Regions from separate parts of the Pan troglodytes genome. Here all the other regions are linked to region 1. Evidence: chromatin contacts called from public Hi-C and HiChIP or PLAC-seq data. All regions are on one chromosome and are shown on one strand. The core of a region is the stretch at or near the end of the contact, and the rest is flanking DNA. Distances in the headings are between cores, read along the strand shown.

The links. Hi-C and Micro-C count contacts between places; a contact is called where the count stands out from the background. HiChIP or PLAC-seq counts read pairs in DNA pulled down with a chosen protein or histone mark.
Region 2: a Hi-C map of stem cell-derived neural progenitor cells shows a contact between it and region 1, with 2.3 times the contacts expected there. The contact joins the promoter of IMMP1L here to the promoter of PAX6 in region 1. A contact is called at or near these places in 1 of 7 Hi-C or Micro-C datasets (stem cell-derived neural progenitor cells) and 1 of 1 datasets of contacts at active chromatin or transcription factors (stem cell-derived excitatory neurons).
Region 3: an H3K4me3 HiChIP or PLAC-seq map of stem cell-derived excitatory neurons shows a contact between it and region 1, with 2.3 times the contacts expected there. The contact joins the promoter of RCN1 here to the promoter of PAX6 in region 1. A contact is called at or near these places in 1 of 1 datasets of contacts at active chromatin or transcription factors (stem cell-derived excitatory neurons) and 1 of 1 other capture datasets (stem cell-derived neural stem cells).

Annotation. Positions count from the first base shown.
Region 1 is chr9:35,815,254-35,820,348 of NHGRI_mPanTro3-v2.0_pri, forward strand. It overlaps PAX6 (paired box 6), which reads right to left and starts at 2,301. Exons shown (of 14, transcript XM_054662190.2): 1 at 2,039-2,301.
Region 2 is chr9:35,506,278-35,511,372 of NHGRI_mPanTro3-v2.0_pri, forward strand. It overlaps IMMP1L (inner mitochondrial membrane peptidase subunit 1), which reads right to left and starts at 2,811. Exons shown (of 8, transcript XM_063783973.1): 1 at 2,674-2,811. It overlaps ELP4 (elongator acetyltransferase complex subunit 4), which reads left to right and starts at 2,826. Exons shown (of 10, transcript XM_508351.8): 1 at 2,826-3,162. The coding sequence starts at 2,940.
Region 3 is chr9:36,087,228-36,092,322 of NHGRI_mPanTro3-v2.0_pri, forward strand. RCN1 (reticulocalbin 1) reads left to right here and starts at 3,114. Exons shown (of 6, transcript XM_024347019.3): 1 at 3,114-3,819. The coding sequence starts at 3,566.

The sequences.
Region 1 (5,095 bases), core at 1,051-3,550:
AAAAAAAAAAAAAAAAAAAATTTCAATTTGAAAACAATTCGGCGCTTTTCGTCACTTCCTAACCCAGTCTCACAGACGGTGACTTCCAAACCTGGCTAGCGGGGAAAACCGCTGCCCGGGGGACAGAGGGGCTGACAGGAACTGCGGGTTGGCTCAGCCGAATGCGGCCGGGGAGAATTTAAGAATTCTCAGCCCGCGCGGCCCGATGCCTCTGATTCCTCACGAGAGGAAAGGGAATGAAAAATGAAGCAACAAATGACACCACCCAGGCTGGCAGCCCTCGCTCCCCGCCAGACCCCGCTCCTCAGGCCCGGCTCTGGCGCCGGGTGGCGTCCAGCCCCTGCACGCGCGGCGCGGCCCGCGGGAAAGTTTGTGCAGCGAGAGTGACTGTCCTTCCGCCTCGCGCGCGCTGCCCCCTTCTGCCCCGGAGGGGCGTTGGGTTCCCTTCGGTTTTCCTTTCTAATTCTAAAATAAATAAATAAACTCCGGGCCCTGGGGAAATCTGAATAGTAATTCCAGTCATCCAAATTCTATGAGAGGGTCTGAGGAAAAAAAGACAAGCCTATCACGGGCGCCCTCCGATCACGAAGGGCACGGGCATGAGAAGGCGACAGAGGAGGTCCTCGGCTCGCCCTGGGCGCGGAGCGAGGACTCTGGTCAGAGGTAATTATGTCACCGCGTTTTCTCGCCGTGACAGCCGAATAAACACGATCTCCAATAAACATCTCTAATGAGGGAGGAGGCCCGAGGATGGCTGGGTTTGATTTATGACTGGAGGAGAAGGTCCACTTCCCACTGCGAAGCAGGCAACCTGCTCGCCGCCCAGCTCCAGGGAGAGGAACCCGCGGAGGAGAGGATCCCGGCCCAGGTAAGGCGTGCGGCCGGACTGCCACTGCGCTCGTCCCCCGTTTCCAGGTGAGGTGAGCAGGGGGCGGCCACCGCTCGGAGTCGGGCGGAGGTCCCAACACCTGTCACAGGTGACTGAGCTCCGATGGTGCTCCCAGAAGACCTAGAAAGGGGGCGCAGGAGCGCGAGTGGGAGTGGGGGTTGGGGGCTAGCCGGGGCCTGGCCCAGAGGCCGCCCCAAACTCCCGGGCGGGGTTCTTGGGTGCCCCGCCTAAGCCGGCCTGGGCGTCTCCAGCTGCTTTTAGGGCCGGGCTCCCAGGACTTTCGCCCGGCTGAACCACAAGTTAGTCTAAGTTTGGGTCGTCCCTTCCCTGACTCACTAAGGGGACACTTCCGGGCCCCGGCTCCCGCCCTCCAGGGGCCGCAGGGTGGTGGGCGCTGCTCTTTCCCGGGCTTGGCGGCCCGGCTCCCATGGCGCCCGCGCGCTTCCCGCCGAGGCAGCCAGCGCAGCGCCCGCAGTAACCGGAGCCCGCGTTCTAGCTCAGTGAGAATCGCTAATTATTAGGTCTTCCGAAGTGAAGCTCAAATCACACGCTGGGGGCTTTACGCGCTGCCCAGCTCTGTGGGCCGCATTCTTTCGTACTCCGCGTCTTTCTGAGAAACGAACCCCATCTCTAGACTTTGCTGCGGTCCAGCCATCTGCACTTTGCAACCGCGGGAAACTTCTGCTGCACCTCGCCCGACCCGCGGCAGGGTGTCTTTAAGCACTCCAGGCGCGGGTACGGACTTTCCCAAGCGTGGATGTCGTGAACTGCGACGCAGAGGAGGTCTGGATGCAAACTGCGTCCCCACCTCCTGCATTTTTCGCGGTCGCGAGTGGCTTTAGCAGACAGCAGCAGCAGACTCCCGCCCCCTACTCCCAGCTCAGGGCCGGACTGGAAGTCCACTCTTAGGAGTGGAACATTTTGCTACTTTTGCAGAAGAGCACACTCGGCAAAGACAAGTCCCTCCTCCACCCCCCTTCCTATCCCTCCCTCAGTAACTCGCTTCCATCTTTGTATGCCTCCTTTTAAAAGCAAAAATCAAGCCCCGGGGCCACTTGGGGCGGGCTTTGATTTGGGGACAGCAGTCGCGGGCAGCGGAGAGGCCCCGCGGGCCCCGAGCCGGGCCGGGGCCGGAGCCCGGGCGGTTACCTGGGAGCGGAGGGCGGGGAGGCAGGTGAGCCTGGCAGCGCCGGTTCCCACACTTCTCACCGCCGCTCGGCAGGGGAAGTGGCAGATCTGACAGCCGCGTTCTACGCGAGGACCTGCCCCAGAGTTTAAATGTCAATGATAAGAAAAGAGGGTGCTCAGGCAGGCGCTAACTTTCCTTAATATCCACGCCAGCGCCGTCCTCATTGGCTGCCCGGCCCGCGTGACGTCATGGCGGCTAGAGTTGGGCACAGCTCTGCGCCGACTAGTTTTCCGGCCGGGCGGGAGCCTGCTTCTCCCCACCCAGGGTCCGGCCGGCTCCAACCCCTGCTCTGGCCTTCCTTGGCCCGGCCTGTGACCGCCCTAGCCCGGCCCGGTCCGGCCTGGCCCGCCCTCCTGTATGGCGTAGAGTCGATCCTCAGGAAACTAGTCTTGCCGAGTGCGCTCCTCCGCACCTTCGGGCACTAGGGCCCCAAGATCTCTGCCCTTAGGCTGGCCAGCTACCTCTCTGGGTAATCACCCTGTCCCCTCCTCCGATCCCCAAGGGAGTCACTTCATCGGAGAGACCCGAAGGCCGCGCCGGAATTGAGAGGCGCTTTTGGCAGGAATCATTTTTAGGAGGAGTTCGAGGCTCGATGAGTACCCTCAACGTGGCCCTCGAGCCCGCAAGTCACTAGCTGGGCACAGACGGGGGCTCCGGGAAGAGGACAAGCGACCCCTTTTTCAGGGCCTAGGCCAAAGATCTCTCCAGGCCTGCTGGGTTCTCAAGAGGGAAGCCCTAAAGGGGGCCTACCCGGGCTTCCCTCGCCCTCTGGCTGAAAGGCTTCAACCACATTAGAAAATGTAGGTGATTGTATTTATCTTTGACTTTGAATTAACTGTTGACTTTGTGACTTAGAGGAGGAAAACAGGAAAATCCCAGATTCTGAAGTCAGTACTCATAGAAATTGGGGCGGGGTCTGCAGGACACTGACTTGCTGGTCTGTGCCTGTTTTTCCCTCACACCTTCTGTGGACTGCGAGATGGCTTAGCGGAGCTAGGCCTGGCTATCTTGGAATGGAGATTTAGACCCTCGTTGTCATTCCCGTCCCCCATCCCTCAAAACAGGAGGCTTCTCAACTCCTTCCCCTGTGCTTCCATCTGGGTCTCCAATTTGAAAGTGACAGAGGTCGGGCCCGGAGGGGCAGGGGTCGCTTGAGGAGTTTGCGGGAGAGGAAGGGGCGGGGCGTGGAATTTCCTTTAGGCAGCTCGTGGAGACCCAGCCTGGGTGGACCCGGGAGTGTGTGTGTAGAAGCAGGGAGGGGGACGCCTGGGCCGGAGGAGGGTCCTAGGGCCAGTCCCTGCGCGCCTTGATCCGGGCGGCGGCTAAGGGAGAGCCGAGCACAGATGGCGCCGAGGCGGAGGTCTAGTGATTCCCGCTCCCGCCCCTGGCACACCTGGACAGGTGCCGGGCCTCGCAACCGGCCAGGAGGCAGCTCCAGGCAGCCCGTCTGCCCACTCCTCTTAGCCCGGACAGCTCCTAGCTGGACTTGATTTTTTGTCTTGCTCAGCCCGTCGAGGACTGGAGGGCAGAGTAGGGGTGGGAGTGGGGGTAGGGGTAGAGGTGGGGGTGGCGGTGAAGGTGGGGAGGAGAATGGGAGCTTTGGCTGAGAAGTTTCCGCAGGATGTTCTTACTTATTTACAAACATTCTCCAAACTTTCTTTCTTCGTCCTAACGCCCTGGGCATCCTGTGTTAAGGCCTAGGAGCGCCCACCTCCCACTGGCCACTCTAGTCTGGGCCTAGACCTTACCATGGTCCTGTCGCCCTGCTCGGCTGGGAAGGGATGCTAAGAGAGGCATTTGTTCTGGTTTCCCTGTCGCCGTCGGCCATCTCCAGTGACCTAGTTTCTTGGTAAGCCCCTAGCTCCCCTCCAGGACCTGGCCCAGCCTCCAGCCTCAGATGTCCTGAGGTCTCCCAGACTCCGCCGTCCGCCTTGGTGTGTGGGCTGCGGATAGGCCTCGGACCTGTGTAGGCCTTCCTAGCTGGCCAGTTTGTGTCCGGGTCTCGTTCCCCACACTGTACCAACCCTAGGCCGCCGAGAGGGCTGTTCTGGGCTTGTTTGGAGTCCAGGCCATTAAGTGTGCGCAGATCCCTGCAACCCAGCAGGGTGCTCGAGAGCGACTCTGGAAACGCCACGGCCCCCGCCTGCTTATCTGCCTGTCAATAAAGGGCGCGTTCGGGCTGCGCGGGAGCGCCGGTGGTGCTGGCGAGGCCCGAACTAGGCCCTTCCGAGCTCCGGGCCAACGCACGAGCCGCTCTCCATTTGCCCCGGGCAAGGAGGCTGGGAGGGAGGGAGACGGCGCTGGGGTCGCCGAGGGAGAAGGTGCAGGTTTAGCCGCTGCCTCAGCTGGATTCTCGGAGAAGCGCTCGACCTCGGAGCACTCTGGAGACCCTACCAGAAATCTAGTGCTGGGGGCTCCTCTCCGCGCCTGCCACCAGCCTTAGAGGAAGCTGGGCAGGGCCCCGCGTGGTGCCCAGCCTACGAGGTCCCACCTCGCCTCGCCCGGGCAGAGGCATCCTCTCTAGGCCACATTGGCTCGCATTGCGGGAAGAAGGGTACGGCGGGCGGCCCGGGGGCATCATCGACGACTCCTAGAGCCCCAAATGCCGAGTGCTACCTGAGGCAGGCTGTAGCTGGGGTGCAAAGGACCGGAAGCGGGAAAGAAACCTCTTTTCTTTCAGGCCTCCCTTCAGCCCGGGGTAGCACAGACTGCAAATTTCCGACACCTAGGGCAGCTGCAGGCTCTGATTCTCCACCGCACAGTGAGCGAGCTCGGCAGCCGCCCAGTCTGCCTAGGCTCCCAGGCCAGCCCCGGCCCCAGAGCTTCCCCATCAGCCAGCAGAGGCTGGGTGGAGAGCCTGGATGGGCGTGAGAGGCCTTGAAGTAGGGGAAGTAGTGGAGAGAGAGGAAGATAGAGAAATCGGCTCTTGGGTTGAACTGTTGTTCTTGTCGAAGGTATGTTTTCCCCTCCCGGCCTCTGTCGCTTTTCCTCTCTCCCCTTAACTACTTTATGCAAAT
Region 2 (5,095 bases), core at 1,561-4,060, 310 kb before region 1:
CTACTCAGGAGGCTGAGGCAGGAGGATCATTTGAACCCAGGAGGCGGAGGTTGCAGTAAGCCGAGATCATGCCACTGCACTCCAGCCTGGCAACAGAGCGAGACTCCGTCTAAAAAGAAAACAAAAAACAAACAAACAAAAAACCCATATTTGGCTGGCGCGCTGGCTCACACCTGTAATTCCAGCACTTTGGGAGGCCGAGGTGGGCGGACCACGAGGTCAGGAGACTGAGACCATCCTGGCTAACACGGTGAAACCCCATCTCTACTGAAAATACAAAAAATCAGCAGGGCGTGGTGACGGGCGCCTGTAGTCCCAGCTACTCGGGAGGCTGAGGCAGGAGAATGGTGCGAACCCAGGAAGGCACAGCTTGCAGTGAGCCGAGATCGCGCCACTGCACTCCAGCCCGGGCAACACACCTAGACTCCGTCTCAGAAAAAAAAAACAAAAGCATATATTTATCCTACGATAGTGTTATACCAGATATATATCCTAATTTCATGAATACTCTGGTGTGTATATAGATCATCTTTCCAGAATTATAGTCCAAGTCAAAGTTGGAAAATAATTCTTCAGTTCTAGTAATGAGGCAAACAAAGCACCACTATCATCATCTTGGGAAAACTAAAGGGTTAAGTAAATACAGTAGGAAACAAGGGAATATGTAATACAGAAGCCTATAAAAACGAATTATACCATTATGTTAAGTGAAATAAGTCAGACACAGAAAGACAAATATCACATGATCTTACTCATAGGTGGAATCTAATAGTTAATCGCACAGAGAGTACAATGGTGTTTACCAGAGGCCAGGATGGTTGGCAGGGGGGATGGGGAGAATTTGGTCAAAGATACATAATATCAGTTAGATAGGAGGAATAAATTTCAAGAAATCTATTATATAACATGAATTTATAGCAAGCTGACTATAGTTAATGATCATATATTGTATTCTTTAAAAAAATGTAAACAGTGTAGATGTTATGTACTCTTACCACAAAAATGATAACTATGTGAGGTAATGCATTGCTAATTAGCTAGATTTAACGATTCCGGAATGTACATACACTTCATAGCATCATGAGGTACACAAAACAATGCCATCTGTCAAAAAATAATAATTATATGTAGCATTTCAAAAAGTTCACAGCATCAAAAATATTTGTAGGGGTGGGGGGACAGAGAGCATCAGGAAGAATAGCTAATGGATGCTGGGCTTAATACCTAGGTGGTGGGTTGATCTGTGCAGCAAACCACCACAGCACACGTTTACCTATGTAACAAACCTGCACATGAAGCCCAGAACCTAAAACAAAAGTTGAAGAAAAAAAAAATTCAAGACGTTTCTATCTGATATTGGACTGCTTTGTCACTTTTTCTTTTGGTCTTCCTAGTGCTTATTTACTACAGGATAAAATTAGCACATGCTATTTAATGTGTTCATTTTAAGTACTATGTTGTTTTCTATGTGTTAATTTTATCTCCTCCAGGTGAGACCATTTTTACTACCATAGGTCTAAAATGACAAGATTAAGTCCAAACAGACAGTAATCACTCAACAGCTATTTATTGAGTAACTTAAAGATTCAATATGAAAGCAACCTTGATCAAAGCTTTCCAGTTGATATATTGTGAAACAGGGTTTTTTCCTAAACATGATTCTAAAAAACAAGCAAGCAAACAAAAATCCTCCCCAAATGAAAAACTCCAGTCACTATTTAGCAATACTAATTTCAATTTATCAAACAGAATCAGCCCAAAAATTTCAACAGGTCAGTGAGATTTAAAACAATTCGATGGCAAGAATTTCAATGAGGTTTGGCTCTAATTAAAAGGTATCACAGATCACTGTCAAAGTCAATAACTCAGTAGTGCGGTAATGATTTGGGAGTCCTTTTTAATTTAGACGTTTGTCAATCATGATTGCCTTTAAACATCACTTACCCACTGTCCTGCTCAGTTTTGAGAAAAAAATTAAATACAAAAATACAACTCAAAATACATGTTTTTTCCACACATAAAATTCGTACTTTAGTAATAAACTCTCGATTCAGGGTTCATAAAATAAAGTAGGTATACTTCTAATTCTTCCTAGCAGTTTTTTGGGGGAAAGAAACCCTAAGTATTTTCTGTTATTTGCAGCTGCTTTAACAGCAAACGACAATTAAATGTGTGAACAAGGTTGTCAGAGTAACACTTGTCATTTATACCGCTTAGGAAAGACATCCAAGACTTCCAGAAACACTAATTAAAATTAACAAAAGCTTCTTATCGGAACTTGTCAGAGAGCTATAGTTTGTCAGACACAGGAAAACCAGATAGCCTCAAAGTTCAAGAGTTTTCGCTCTAAGGTTTAATTCCAAACCACCTACCACTAGGCACTAACGAACTAAGCCCAGACGCTCAGCAACCAACTCATTAAGGTAAGAGATCCCATCCTTTCCATATAACACAAAATTAAGAAAAAGACATCGTGGGGAAGGCGGAGTGAATTTTCTATCAGAAATCAGAAGATAAATGAGCAGGAAAAAAGTGTATCCTCACACACAGCGGAGAAAGGTGCTAGCAATTGCTTGATAAGCCCTAAGGGTTTATCGGTTCACCAACCTTTTCTTTAACTCAATGTGAATGAAGGCACTCAAAAGGAGAAGAACGTTACGTGATATTACCTACCTCGGGCCCCAAAGAACCCTGGAGACCCTCAACCAGGACACAGGTGGGCCTTTCTCACCTGGGCCCCGCCGAAGTCGACCGTCCTTACGTAGGGCGCACTTTTCAGCAATACGCCTTCCGATTGGTTGGCTCGGGACTGACGTCTCAGTCCTATTGGTTACGAGAGCCGCGGTTGGGGCGAGGAGGCGGGAGTTTGGCCCTGGTTCTGATAGGACGGGTGTTTGCGTTCCCAGAATTCCTATTGGGTTAACACTGGAGGCTCTAAGATGGCGGCAGCGGCAACCTGCGGTAGTGTTGCCGCGAGTACTGGGTCTGCAGTGGCGACAGCCAGCAAGAACAACGTCACCAGTTTCCAGAGGAGGGGTCGTAGAGCCAGCGGGACCAACGACAGCGGCCCTCGACTGGTGTCCATTACGGGCACGCGACCGTCGGTGCGGAATGGACAGCTGCTGGTATCAACCGGGCTCCCAGCCCTAGACCAGCTCTTAGGTCGGTTCAGAGCGGAGATCTGGGCTCAGCCGAGGGGAAACTTAGGGAGGGGACCTGTCGGGGAAGCCACTTTGACCCCACATCTCTTTCTGACCCCTAAACCTTCGGAGGAGGAGAGAATAGCCTGGTCTGATTGAGATGGAGGGGAATACGGGTTGTGTGGAGACTTCTGAGCGCTGTTAACTAAACATGCTTTAGTGCCCCCGCTCTCTATTTCATTCCCTGCCCTCCAACCCCTTTTCATATTACGGAGGAATTCGTACATGCTTTTTACCCTGAAATGCTTTCTAGTCAAGGGAAGACATTAATTTATGGAGGTGGTTGGGCTTTCATTCAGGATACCTCCCTTCTGCTTTCTCCAGGCCCCTCACGGTTTAGACCAGCCTGCGAAAGTTTTTATAATTGTGAGAGACAGACTTCATTAGAAGATGCTGGAAAAAAATGATTTCCCCTCTTTGACCGTCAGACTGCCTGTTCTCTGGTTCTAAATCTTAAAACATTTTGGCTTTAAGAGAGCGAATGTTAAAGGCTTATGTTGACACATAATCCTTATAAAGTATTTTGAGCCTGTCGTTGATATTTAGATAGTGTCTGCGTTAAATCTGTGTATATATTTTTTATTTTTTCTATATACATTTTGCTTCCCAGTATTGATTGCTGCTACATTCCATACGACATCTTTAAATTTAACTCACATTTTAACGAGAAAAGTCTAGTTCTTAGGCTTTCCTTTAAAATCTCTGGAATTTTTTATGAGAAGCCTGCTGAAGAATATGCTTGTTTCATAACTGTTATATTGAAAGGAATGACCAGATTAAGTTGGCAGGACAGATTTGCTGTGTTAATAAAGCTTCTAGATTAATTTCTGAATGCTGTTTCATTAAAACCCCGTCTGTGTTTACATTTCATAACTTTTTTCATAGTGTGTGATATGTGTCTGTTAAATCCTGCACACTTTCATAAAATATAACTCATTGCTTGTTCTTGTACTTCGTTTGACATTTCTTTCGGTTATTTTCCCCTCAAAGTAGGCTTTTCATAGGTTTAGTGCAGAGAAAGTAAGAAGACAAGCAACCTATGAGAAAGAGTATGGCTTCTTGATTCTCTCATTTCATTTCCCGGTTATTTCTAGATAAGTTTAAGTATTTTTCATTTAATTGTTTCAAATATATTTTCCTCCTGAGTTGCATGGTACTGTAAACAGAAGTGATTCAAAATATCTAGTTAGCAAATATATAGTCCACCGTTTTTCCCTTGTGAGCCTCAGTTGATATCCTCTTACATTTGAACTTTAAGTTTGGTAGCTATTTCTAGGCCTTATATATTTTTTAATTCAATGGGATATGTAACTTCATTTACTTGATACTAAAACTTTCCAAACAAAAAGGTTATGTTTCTATTATAATGTCTTCAGTTCCTTATTAGAATAACAAAATGTTCCTAGTGTACCTCCTGGCACTTAGTAGATTCTCAGTAAGTTGTTGAATACAAGAAAAATAATGTGTAGAAAAAAACTGAGACAAGAAATTATGAAACATGTAGAATGGAGTTTCATGTTTGAGCTCTAAAAACAAATTAAGTGATATGAACAGTCTCACAAAACCAGTGACCATGTGTACTGATTGTTAGGCTTCAAATTTAGTGCTCTTTGCACTAGGCTACCGCTGTCTGAAATTTTTACGTATTCTTTCCAGGGGTTTTGACCATTTATTGAACCTCGGATTAATGATTTAACTATCGTCTCTTAAAGTACCCACCAAAAAGAGAACCCAAAGCACCTTCTATACGTGTTTCTTCAGAGATACAAACTTGAACAGTAATTTTTAAAGTTTCCGTATTTGCTTGGAATGGGAGACTCTAGTAGGGTATTTAAGTGTAACAAGCTTATGCTAAAAATTACTGTTCATTAAGATGGTAGAAACAGTATTGGTTG
Region 3 (5,095 bases), core at 1,864-4,363, 270 kb after region 1:
TACAGTACTTTCCAGCTCCTACCAGTGAGTCTTGATTGGTTGAAATCAATCATGGAATTTCTATTCCCCATGCCTGTCACTGGATCCAGCATAGGCACATGACACAATTCTGGCCAATGAGATATGAGGGAAAGTCTGCTGGGAAAGTTTATTTTTCAAAGAAAGGGAGAGAACATTCCTTTCCCTTACTGTTTCTGAGGGAGAAACAAAAACAAAAACAAAAAAACCTGATTCCTTGATGATGTCCTGAAACCACTGAAATTAACCAATCTCAAACCAATATAACTCATGACTTCTTGTTGCATGAGATGCTAAAGTTTTCTTCTTGTTCCAGTAACTTCTGGTTGGATTTTTGTTGTAGTTGATGGTGTTACTTTTGGCCAGATGCGGGAGACCAGCATACCCTAAGCTGATCAGTTTACCTGTTTGAAACTCGCTTTTCCTTTTCACTGAATCAACCGTCTGCTAAATGTTACTTATCTTGTTCTTGTTCCTCTGCTTCATCAAGAATGGAGGTTAACCTAAGACCTAAGGCATGACAATGCACTTAGTCACTCTTCCCAAACATGCACATGGGGGGAGATGCAAAACAGCTTTGAAAATGAAAGAAAGCAGTTACACAGTGCAATACCTTGACTATTCTGTCCCATCATCCTTCCTGAACCTTTGATTGGGAGGACTTGAACTCTTATGGTAGGGTGGAGGGATGAAAATAAATATAAAGGAAAAGAGTGTAGGCAAGCCCAGGGGAAATTATGTAAATTCTTCCGGATTCACAGCAGTGCTAGAATTCTCTGGTAATTCCCACAGGAGCCAAGACTACCTCTGAAACAATCTAACTGTTGGAAACCACCAGTGTCTGGCAGGAAGCCAACTATAACAAGGGCAAAAGATATGCCTTTTTGGAGAGTCTGGACCAATCCCAGGGACCCAGGCCAGCCTGTGGCCAAAGTTGTGAATATGGAAAAACTGTCACCAGTCTCCACTCGCTTTCCCGTTCCCATCCTAGTCCCCTTCTTTTTCTAGCCCCAATCTTTTTCTCCCTGTTCCTCCTCCCACTCCTCCTTCTCCTCCCTCACTCACTCAACAATTCATATCCTGCTTGCCTGATGAGCACAGAAGGTACTAAACCGCCTACCTTAGGACACTTGCATTTCAGCAGGGAGCTCTTACACCCCCAAGGTAATGCTCCTCTATTGCTAGAAATTCAGATCTCTAGGCTGCCTGTGGGAAGCATGTCTGGTCTCAGGCACAGTACTTCTTGTCCCATGCAAAGTCAGCTGGTGGGAAGGGGGGGGATCCAAGGAAAGGAAGGGGACTAGGAAGGGAAGCGGGGATCCAAGGACTGGCTTCCCAGCTCTCACTGCCAGCCAGTGGGGTCACAAAGGCATTGCCTCAAATGTGGAGCTGTCCTCTGCTAGCTCGTACAGGATCTTACCCTTCTCTCACATAACTACATCCTTCCATCTAGCTTATCTTACTCACCTTCAGTCTCAATTTAAATGTGTCTTCCTCCGGGAGGCCTTCCCTGATTGATTCCCATGTCTGGATCGATTCAGTACCCCCAGACCACTAAATGCCTTTCTCTGTGAGCACTTGTCATGCTGACTTGTGATCCATGGATCTCAGTTAGCCAGAATCCAGCACAGCCTGACATTTAGCAGGTGCTCAGTTTATGGAACGAACGAACGAATGAACATCTGTTCATATACACTATAGCTCTGCAGACACCATGATTATCTTGTTCTCCATTGTACCCTCAGCACCCAGTCCAGTGCTTAGGCTGTAGTAGTACGACAGTAATGATTTATTAATTGATTGAAAGAGGGCGTCCCGAAAAAGGGACTTGCGTCTATGTTGCGACGACATCTTTATTGCAAGGGCAAGAAGCACATCCCAGACCTTTTTGAAAACATCAGGGATGGAGGTGGGAGGCAAGGCAAGATGGAGGAAATTTCTAGGAGTACAGATATTTAGCTGTCATGGTGGGTTTCCCTCTTCAACTATCGTTTCAGTTTTCTAGGGATTTTTTTTTTTTTTTTTTTTTTTTAATGGAGTTTCTCTCTTGTTTCCCAGGTTGAAGTGCAATGGCATGATCTCGGCTCACTGCAACCTTCGCCTCCCAGGTTCAAGCGATTCTCCTACCCCAGCCTCCGACTAGCTGAGATTACAGGCGCCCGCCACCTCGCCCAGCTAATTTTTGTATTTTTAGTAGAGACGGTGTTTCACCATGTTGGCCAGGCTGGTCTCGAACTCCTGACCTCAAGTGATCTACCTGGCTCCGCCTCCCAAAGTGCTGGGATTACAGGCATGAGCCACCGTGCCCGGCCTTCTAGGGATTCTTAACCTGGGGCTCATAGGTGGGACTTCAAAAGATCCATGAATCCTCCGACTCTTTAATCAAGCACCCGTGTCAGTAGCTGTATGTGCATTTTTCTGGAAGAGGATCATGGCTTTCAATGAGTGTCAAAAGGCTGAGACTGCTCGAGACCTCACCGTCCAATACGGTAGCCATTAGTCTCGTGTGGCTCTTTAAGTTTAGATTTAAATTAAAATTTCAGTGCCTCACTTACACTAAGCTACACATCAAGTGCTCAACAGCCACTACCTACAGGCCAGACCAGATAGAGGGCATTTCCATCATTGCAGAAAGTTTGATGGGACAGATATCTGTATTGGTAGCATTACCAACTGAATACAGGTAAGATTGGATCCAACTAGTGCTTTTGTAAAATGAGTTACCAACATTTAGAAATAAAACATAAAAATCTAAAATCCTGATTGATTTCATTTGGGAAACAGGACTATCTATCAGCGTGGGGCCTGCGTTCCGCTGGCAGCTGGAACGCACAGTACCGCTCCCTTTAGAGGGACTCTTGGTCATATAGAAGTTCCCCGCTTGACCCTCCTTGACGACTGACAGTACGACCCTCGTTTCTAGGGGACTTCGCCCGTCTTGGTCTCCTTCCAGGCTCGCGTTTGTAACCAGACTCCAAATTTTACTAAATGGGGTTGAATTGGGTTTGAGAGCACATCTTAGAGCAGGGTCTAGGGCTGAGATTCGGGGTCTCAGTTGGAAGTTGAGGAGGGGCAACGTCTCCTTCCTTACAGTTTTCCCGGAACTGTAGGAAGTCAGAGGGAATTTTATCCTGCACATCTGTTGCTTGACAAAGAACTTCCCAATCCTCCTCCGAGCCCTCCAGTCCCTAGCCCAGTTCGCCCGGGCCCGCCCCTAGCAACAAGATCGCGGGGAGGGGCCGAGGCGAAACACGAGCCCCGCGCCCACCACCCCAGCTGGCGACGTGGCTCCGCGGCCCCGGCTTCCCCCGGCAGCTCAGCGACCAATGGGCGCGCGAGCGGGGCCGCCCGCAGCTTCCCAGCCCGAGGCCCCGGCGCGCCCCTCTGCTCCGGCTCGGGGCGGGCACTGGCGGAGGGACTGGCCAGTCCCCTCCTCCGCGCCGGCCCCAACCCTGTCGCTGCCGCCGCGCTCCAAGCCCCCATTCCCGAGCTGCCGCTGTTGTCGCTCGCTCAGCGTCTCCCTCCCGGCCGCCCTCTCCTCGGGACGATGGCGCGCGGTGGCCGCGGCCGCCGCCTGGGGTTAGCCCTGGGGCTGCTGCTGGCGCTGGTGCTGGCGCCGCGGGTTCTGCGGGCCAAGCCCACGGTGCGCAAAGAGCGCGTGGTGCGGCCCGACTCGGAGCTGGGCGAGCGGCCCCCTGAGGACAACCAGAGCTTCCAGTACGACCACGAGGCCTTCCTGGGCAAGGAGGACTCCAAGACCTTCGACCAGCTCACCCCGGACGAGAGCAAGGAGAGGCTAGGGTGAGGCCGCGGCCAGGGCCCCGTGGGGGGCGGCGCAGGTGTCCGAGGGCCGCCTGGGCGGGAGCCACGCGGGATACCACCGCCAAAGCGAAAGCGAAATCGCGCGCGCGGCCTCGAGGATGGGGGCCTGCCCAACTCGGCGCTGGGGCTCAGGCTAACTTGCTGGAGGGCCCCGGGACCCCAGCTTGGAGATCGCCGCCGCCGCGCCCCGGCCGGGGTGGTTTCTCGCGGGGAGGCGAGAACGTGGCAGCGGCCGCGGGAGCCAGGACGGCGAGGGCCCGCCCCCTCCCCCAGGTTGCATCAGAAGGGAGGGGAGAGTGCACAAAAGAAGAGTTTGTCCACAGTGGCCTGTTAGTGACATGAGTTCCTCCCCACTCTCTCGCAGTTTCTCTCTGATCCCCCACTCCTGGGGAGAAGGGCTTGAGACACTCGCTAAGAAAATCTCAGGGATGAACATAAATGGATAAAAGATGAAGGGGCAGGCGAGCGACAGGCTTGCTTCCTGGTCTCGGCCGCAGTGGTCTTGCCTTTTGCCTAATCGCCCTGTAAATCTATCGTAAGGAGACTGGGCGCGGTGACTCACGCCTGTAATCCCAGCACTTTGGGAGGCCGAGGCGGGGGGCGGGTGGGGAGATCACCTGAGGTCAGGAGTTCGAGACCAGCCTGACCAAACGGCGAAATCCCGTCTCTACTAAAAATACAAAAATTAGCCGGGCGTCGTGGCACACGCCTGTAATCCCAGCTACTTGGGAGGCTGAGGCAGGGGAATCGCTTGAACCCGGGAGGCGGAGGTAGCAGTGAGCCGAGATTGCGCCACTGCACTCCAGCCGGGGCTAGAGTGAGACTCCATCTCAAAAATAATAAAAATAAAAATAAAATAAAATCTAGTGTAGGGATACAAAAATCCGGTTGAAAAGGGACACGCAGTTTCCGATTGGAAACAGGAGGGAGCAGGAATGGAAACGGGTCGCCTGAAACGTTTCTGTTGGCAGCAGATGTCTGCAGAAGCACTCAGTTCTTTGGCAACTGATTTGTTTGGGGGGCAAAAAGCTGGAGGGTTCTCTTGGTGGTGGAGGACTTTGACTTGGGCTGTTAAAGGCAGTTGAGTCAGGAACCAAACCCGGGAAACAAAACTTCGGCGTATTTTAGTACACCCTCCCCGGGTCCCCCTGAGGAGACACTTGGGCATTGTGCGGAGGTATCTGGTGGTCCTTGCACAGAGGACCCAGCAGGCAGCCTGGTCCCAGATGGAGGCAGGGCTGGGGAAGAAACCAGC